Linked DNA regions of Arachis hypogaea: region 2 is linked to region 1. Evidence: chromatin contacts called from public Hi-C data. All regions are on one chromosome and are shown on one strand. The core of a region is the stretch at or near the end of the contact, and the rest is flanking DNA. Distances in the headings are between cores, read along the strand shown.

Region 1 (4,341 bases), core at 933-3,432:
CTTATTTAACTTATATTTTTGTAGTAATTATATATTTATAGTTATTATTATATATTATAATGACAATAATATATTTTTTGTGATCATTAAAAAAGTTTTTATTGACAATTATCACTAAAACATTTTAGTATCGAAACATAAGACGTCTAATATTAGGGGTGGCAAATGGGTTGGGGTCCGCCCCGCTCCATCTACCCTACCAAAAATTCGTTCTGCTCAGTGAGACAGTCTCGAATTTCTCCTTCGCTCCGCCTAACGGCGGGTTGGCAGACTAAACTTGCTAATTCTTTTTTTTTTATTAATTTTTTTATTAATAAACTATTAAATATTAAATAAAATATATAATTTCACAGCTATTTCAATAAATGTATAATTTATAAAGACATAAAAAAATTATAATTTCAAAATTTACAAACATTAATGTCTTTATAATTCTAAATATGTAATAAACATAATCATCAACCCAATTTTTTGAAACAAAAATAAAATCAACATTTTAAAAAGTAAAATAAACATTGTCCAAAACATATAATTAAATATCTTCAAGTATCTATAATCAAACATAGAACATAATTCAAATTATAACTTAGAACATCTTCAATTACCAAAAAAAAGGACCTGTTGGAAAGCTCACCCTGTCCTGCCGAAACCCGCCAAAATTCGCGAATTAAGCGGTGCGAGTTAGGCGGACTTTTTAATCATACCAGTTTTAAATTTTCAATCCAACCCGTCTTTTTTGACAAGTTACGCAAGTTGATTGGCGAGTTTTGGCCCGCTTACCACCCTATTTAATATCTAATTATTGATAAATATATCATTAGCTATTTTTATTAATTGGCGAAAAAACATATGCTAATTGCAAAATGTTTTCATGTTCATTGGAATTAAAATGTTAAAATTAAATATTTTATATTTTGATAATATTCTTTTTATTTTTTAAATTAAAAGCCGTGTTACATAATAAAATTTATTATTTTAATTTTAACAACACTTTTAAGATATCGTAGTCACCATGATAAGTATCCTAACATGCCCCACAAAAATTTGTAATTCCTTTACTTATATATGAGTATATAATATATAATAAATGTTCTTATTTAGTTTAATTACTTACCCATTGTTAAAATTATTTTGAATTTACTTTCATTTTAAATTTTAAAATATAATTTCTATAGGTAAATTTTAGTGACTTATTTATTGTTTAATTATTTAGTTTTAACAAAAGAAAAATATAATGATCAATCTTTAAAAAAAATACAATAATCTTATTATTCTACTTACTTGTTTTTCTTTAAAAAATGGCTTCTTTTAATGAAAGATAATTAAAAAAATTAAAATTAAATATACTATTTTTAAATTCAAATGAGATATAAAAGATTTATTAATGCAAAAAATTATTATTATTATAGCAAAGAAAGTAAATAATTTTAAATATTGTACTAAAGAAAATAAATTTAATATACTATTATTGGTATTATTAAAATTATTATTTAATATTTTCATAATGTAAATTATGAAAAAACTAATTATAATTTTATTTTTTTAATCAAATTGGATTAATCACTATATTTTGATATATTAAATGACATATTTTAGATTAATATATATAATTATGTTCGGTTATATATGTATGCATGTATGCGTATATACGAACAATTTTTATTCCATTGATTAAAATTTTTGGACATTCGTATAAATTAAAACATCCTACAACCCACATGATCTCAAAAGAAAAAGGTGCAAAACATGTTGATAAGACCACCTATTTTCACCACATTATGCAAGTGAACATGAATTAATTTAGTTTAATTTTAATTGTTACCTTGCTCTTTGGTTTTTCATGAAGTTAGGACCTTGTTTAAGAAACTCAGATGTTTCTCCAAAAAGTGGCCACCCCATTGTACCTGGTGGCAAACCTTTATTCTTTTTCACGTACCTCACTTCATTCCATCTCAAGAGAGCAGAGAAAAAACAGAACAAGAACAAAACACCACCAACAATTGCAATGAATGTAAAAGCCATCTGGTGCTTTTCTTTCTTTCTAAAAGTTCTTGCAAAGGACTCAAAACAGAGAGAATAAAAATAAAAGGTACAAGCCTGGCTTAAAAAGAATGCACACAAACACACATATATATAGGTTCCCTTGACCAACCATTTTCATATAAGAAAAAAACCATATAAACAGAAGGTAGCATCACCAGCTATTGTAGGTCATGGCCATAAAAACAAAAAAAAAAACAAAAACAAAAAACAAAAAACAAAAAACAAAATAAAAGGGAAGACAATAATGTATACAAATAAATTAAGATAAATGATTTAATTAACCATATATTTTAAGAGTATAATAATATAAAATTTAAAATTTTTAATTCATTAGAAATATAAAAAAAACTTACTTTTACAATAATTTTTAATAAAAAATTTATTATTCTCTTAAATAATTAATGTCTTTAAAAAAAAGATTTAGCTAACTTGTGTGTTTAAAAACATGTTTAAACATATAATAATAATTTTTTAAAGTTTTTAATGTATTGAAAATGCAAAAAAAAAATTTTTAAATAATTTTTATAAAATATTTTTATGGTGTTTTTAATTTATGTCCTTAAAACATAAATTAGTTTAAAAAAAAGGATTGCTGCCTCATTTGTGAAGAATTTATTATTTTTTTTTGTATCTGAAGAATTTAATTTTGTAATAATCTAGCACATCATTAATTAAAAGATCTAGAATTTAATTTAGTTTCGGTATCTTCCTATTTTTCTCTTCCAGTGAGAAAAATGAGGGTTGGTACCTATTTTTCTCTTCCAGTCAATGCTAATTGATAATCGTTCAATGAGTTGGCAATGTAAACATTTTGACTATTATTATCTTATACTCTAAGAAGATTCTAAAACCTACAACCTCACTATAGATTTAGAGGTTAATGATGGAATTAGTTCTTGAAAGATGGATTATTCATTTTCTAAATTTATTTTTAAAAAATTTTATTAAATAAATTAGGTCTTTAAATATTATAAATTAATTATTTTTGTCCTTCTACCATTTGATTAATAGTTTTTTGTCAATAATTGATGATATAAACCGTTAATTGATAGCATATATGACACCTATTATGTCTAATTAAATGCTGAACAAATATATTTATAAGAAGGGAACCACTCAGATAAAAACGTTTAAAACGTTTTTTTTAGATATTTTTTAATAATTAAAATTCAATATATATAATTAATTAAACCATATTATTTTTTTTAAAATTAAATTATACAAAATGATCTGGCTAAAAAATCGATAAATTAAATATTAAATCTATCTAAGTTAATTTTTTTTATAAAAAATGACTATAATACCTTTATTATAAAAAATGACTAAAATACTCTTATTTTATATATATTAATATTAATTTTGAGAATGCTAACCCTCCTCTTCTCTCACCGCCCTTCATGAAATTAAGATTTAGGGTTCTCAAAATTAATATATATATATATATATATAATGAATATTTTAATAATTTTCTATAACAAAAATTTTATAGTCATTATTTTATAAAAAATATTAATTTAGATCGATTTATCTGAGTGGTAGAAGATTAATTAGGTGTCTTTATCTGAGTGACTTTCTTATAAAAATCTATCAATTTTGTCTATTTTTTAATTATATAAATCATAATCTTAATATAATCTAACGATATTAAATTAATAAATTTTTATAAATATATTTATTTATTATCTAATTATATATTATAGGTATCATGTATAATATGAATTAACATTATTTCTCATTAATTGTTGATAAAAACTATTAATTTAATTAAAAAATATGAAAATAATTAATTTATAATCTTTGAAAGACCAATTTAATTGATAAAATATTTTAAGAACAAATTTAATAAATCATCTTTTACAGTATTTTTAATCTATGTTCTTAGAGAATAAGTTAGTAAAAAATTTGCTGTCTTATTTGTGAGGAATACTTTTTTTGTGAAGAATTTAATTTAATAATAACGTAGCATAGCCTTAATTAAAAGATCCAGAATTTAGTTTTGGTTTCAGTATCTTCCTATTTTTCTCTTCCGGTGGAAAAAACGAGAGTTGGCAGGAACAATGCTAATTGATGACCGTTAAATGAGTTGGCAACGTAATCTTTTTGACTATGATTATCTTATCCTCTAAGAAGATTCCAAAACCTACAACCCCATTATAGTCTCGTACAATTAATCTTCAAGTCAACCAAAAAAACAAAAATTAATCTTCATCTTTTCCTCTGGTAAATGCATGAACCATGGCTGAGAATTGCGAGATCTTGGAGTGAAAATCGCGAATTTGTCTCCCTCTATATTTATTG
Region 2 (4,558 bases), core at 2,034-4,533, 60 kb after region 1:
GTTTCGAATTACATGTATTTGTAGTTCGAATCATATTGATTCGAATTATATATAAATGGCCATTGATGGATTGCTGAAATAATTTTTGTTTTGGCTGATTTGGGTAATAAAATTTTCACCTTGGTTTATTTGGATTTTTTACCCTATTTTTAAACTGTTTTTTATACTAATTAATTGTTATTAATTAGTAATTTTTTAAATTTTATTTTTTAAAAAACATAAAATTAATAATTATTAATTACGATTGTTTAAAATTAACTAGTTAAGAATTATTTACCTATATTTGTATATATATATAAATATAATAAAGGATCCATCAATTTTAATGGTTTTAGTGGAGAAACTTCAGCACTCTCCAATAATTGATCATTCTCAGATATTTTAAGTATGTACATCCTCTTATTGAAGACTTCTCATTTTCTGAACATCAATGGCGTAAATCCTCCACTTAGTTGATACTCTTATGTCTTCACTTTCTTTAATATCTTAGATCATTTGTTTTCAATTGTCAAAATACAAACTTGGCCTTTGCAAGACGATTTCAATTTTGAGGGAAGGTGTTATAAATATATAATGAATTTGTTATTATTTTAAATTTTAAGTTATTTTCTTCAGTTACGATTAGGTTTTATCTTTTGTTATTCAATCCGTGACAATTGTAACTACTTTTAGATAGAATTATAATAAATTTTTTTATAAATTTAATTCTGATGTATTTTTAATATAAAATCGTTTTATACGTACATCTATTTACACAATGTTATATTAATAAAATAATTATTTTTTATATTAACAATGTGAATTATCATCTAAATAGAGATCGATTGTGACGATTGTGTAAAATATTTTACATTATGAAAAATTAAACTCTTTATTTATATGTAATACATTTTGACATATTAAATTCAGCTAACTTTTTCATTTAAAACGGCTTTATCCTATAGCACGACAATTTTAAAAAAATCACCCCATTGTCTTCACTTATTTATTTTTTTGTTTTATACTTAAAATTTTTTATACAAAAATTACAAATTGCTCCAATAATTTTGCTTTTTTGCATTTTTACAAAAAAATTAGGCTAAGGTAAACTACTGTAAATATAATTAAAAAAAGTAATAAAGGAAAGAAAATGGCATATGATTGATTGAGTGGTCGTGTGGTAGGTCGTATCCACGTGCACATGTTTGTATTCGCTGAATCCACGGATTTTGTCGGTTATTTTTTCCCCTTTGGTTTCTGGCTCTTTGTCTCACTTGTTTATCTTTTCCTCTCTGTCTCTTTGCTACAATATCGCCATCCCCTTTTATTCCCAATTTTCCATTATCTTCTATGAATTCTCTCTCAATTTTGTATCATCCTCAATTCCTCACCCATGCTAACTTGGGAAAATTGACTTGTAGATGTTGAAGGAGTATTGTTGTAGATCTATACTAAATATCAAGTATTAATTTAATTATTGATATAAAAAATAAATTATAAATATATAATAGTTAATTTAATAATTATTTTTTTATAAGTACATAATATTTTTATTATTATATTAATAAGTTTTAATTCATCTACTATTTTGTCAATTTTAAATTAATTATGACTTTAACATTCTGTGAACTTTTTTTTATATTGTATTTTAGGCGTAAAATTTTCAATAATGAACCAATTATGTATTAAATAATGCTATATATGGCCATTTACATAATGTTATTGACGTTTTGTGTTTTTATAATTAAAATAATATTTTTTATTACAAAATATAAGTGACATTTTGTTCTTTTATAATTAATTTTTTTATTATAAAATATTAATAACGTTTTGTGCTATTATTACAATCGTGTAAAATACTAAAATAATAAAATATTTTTGTATTTCATAATAAATTTATTCATATATAAAAATTTTAGCCACATTATATATATATCACAAATTAATACTAAAATATATTATTTTGGTAATATATATATATATATATTAAAGTGACAATAGATCAATTTTAAAATTGGTCAAATAATTTGCTCATTCATATGTTAAAATAAATATATTTAGGAGTTCAAATTTAATTTATATATGAAAAAATTTAAAATAAATTCTTAAATGAAATTTATATTTACAGCATATTATTGTTTGATATCTGGCAAGAGTGTAATTAGCCATGCATGCAAAGATTTGATAAGGGAAGGTGCAGAGCAGAGCAGAGCATTGATAAAAGAAAACTAACCCCAGCCACATAATGTGTCTGTCTCCCTCTCCAACTCAATTACTCTATCACACACTTTCACATAACTGTTGGACCAGTTTCTGCCTATTATTGCTACATTACAATATAATTAATTCATTATTTTAAAATACTGCAGTGTTGGATATCTACATGACTATACGTGTTTTAATCAAAGATCTCGAATTCAAATTGAATTTGAAGAAATATAAAAAAAGTTTAGTGATTAATTAATATTTTTTATTCGTTATAAAGCTATTTCTCCAAAAAATTTAAATTAAAAAAAAAATAATACGAATGAATATATCTTTTACACGTCAACTTTAAGTTGGAGTCTTTTTAGATTTGTTGAATTTTTTTTTTTTTTTGCATAAATCCAATTTCTTTTCATTAGTCTTACTTTTTCTTTTCAAGTTCATCGAGAATCAAATTTTAGATTTTTCGAATACAAAACTTTGAGTAATACTACATAACTAGTAAATATTATTATTTTTTTTAGGATTTGGTTAGCAATAATTTGTATCTATATTTATACGAGTTTTGCACACAAAAACTATAGTTTGCATGCATCTATATTTATAAGAATTTTGTACACATAAATCAATATAATTTATACTCACATTTTTTCAGAATTTACACACATAAATTAATAAAATTTATTTTTTAAAAATAATTTATTATTTGTACTAGTTAAATAATAACGAAAATACTAAAAATTACTGACCCAATTCTTTTTTTAATTTTAATACCAAATCATAAAATTATTTCTCCAAAAAATTTAAACCAATAAAAAAAAGACAATTTAAGTAATTATATCTCTTAAATGGTTATTTGTAGATACTAACAATTTAAAGAAGGTAATTTCTATCTTCAAATTAGTAAAAGAGCTTTAAACCTTAAAACATTAAAACAACAATAGACATACACATGATCACAGTGTGGTTAGTAATAATGTATTAAGGAAAAGCATTGTTGTATTTATATGGAAGTGGTGGCAAGCTAAGGCTACACTAGAGGAGGTACTAAGATTTGTGAGGTAAGTATATTATTGTTGGTGTGGTAGTGTCACTATTATATGGCAGAATGGAATAATAATAATTAAGGGATTCACGTGTGTGTTGGTCCATACTTCATAATAAGTAGCCCATCACCATTTTCGATTGGAATCATGGATACAAAACAACCTATACGTACACCACTTTCTCTTTCCCTTTAATTTCATTTAAATTCTGTTCCTTTCAAACACCTTTCTATATTATATTATTCTTACACACTCTCGTATGCATCATTTATTATTATTATTATTATTATTATTATTATGTTGCAACTGCTTTTGTTGTTGTTGTTGATACTATACTCTGATTCTAAATCTTCGCCGCTTGTAACAAACCTCCTTGGTAGCCACATATACGAGACAATGTGACTCTTACACTTTATTTAGATGGAAGATAGAAAATGAAAGAAAAAAAAAAGAAAATAAAAGGAAAGGAAAGAAAATAAATAAAAAGTTGATTTTTTTTTTTATGTTATTTGAATGAAGAAAAATAAATAAAAAAATAGAATTTTTTTTAATAAAAAAAATCATAATCAAGTGAAATTATATTAATACTCTTTTTTATATTATATATAAATAATAATATACCAATGTATTTTTATCATTGTTTATACAAAGGATAAATTTATATTTTTACCGTTGATTATACTTTTTCCCTCAGTTTTCATCTCATGTCCGAGAAGAAAAGTTTTGGATGGCCTCCGTATCATTTTTTTGTTTTTCTCCAATTTTTTATGCTGATCCAAACGGAGAAAAAGTTAATTTTCCATCCATTTTTTATCCTTACATTTTTTTTTCCACTCAATTTCCTTTAAATCAAACAATGCGTTAGTTTCGTATCCAATAACTTTTCATCATATAAGATGAGTTTAATTAGAAAGTGAGTTTTTTTTTTTAATAATATTAGCTCATTTTTTAATTTTTAATTATAATCTTAAACCCTAAATTAATCCTTCCAAAAATAAAGGTTAATAAAATAAGTTTATAACAAAAAAAATGAGTTAATATTAACTACTTAAAATATTAATTTCTTGTACTTCAGATCCTCGGATAAGATCTGCAAAAATTTAAGAAACCAATATTTTTTTTTTGTTTACCCAAACGGTATTTCCAAGTCCCAACCCGACAGGTTAAAGATTAATCCGTCGTGGATCTGAACTTCATTTAAGGGTCTGTCGCTGACCAATGAGTTGCTGCATGAACAAGGCGGAGTTCGAACTCCCGACACTTGCTTAAGCGGACGAGTGAATTGATCACTCGACCAACCCAAGTTGGTTAAGAAACCAATATTAATT

The links. A called contact is a pair of places that touch in the nucleus more often than the background predicts.
Region 2: a contact with region 1 is called in a Hi-C map of leaf, with 2.6 times the contacts expected there. The contact joins the enhancer-like site here to the promoter of LOC112784627 in region 1. A contact is called at or near these places in 2 of 8 Hi-C or Micro-C datasets (both in leaf).

Annotation. Positions count from the first base shown.
Region 1 is chr20:137,083,324-137,087,664 of arahy.Tifrunner.gnm2.J5K5, forward strand. It overlaps LOC112784627 (cytochrome P450 85A), which reads right to left and starts at 2,183. Exons shown (of 9, transcript XM_025827901.3): 1 at 1,823-2,183. The coding sequence starts at 2,022.
Region 2 is chr20:137,142,043-137,146,600 of arahy.Tifrunner.gnm2.J5K5, forward strand. No RefSeq gene overlaps it. Among protein-coding and RNA genes, the nearest start is that of LOC112784628, 27 kb to the left of the region's middle. Within about 2 kb of position 3,284, at least 1 of the 3 cell types and tissues checked has open chromatin away from gene starts, as enhancers often do.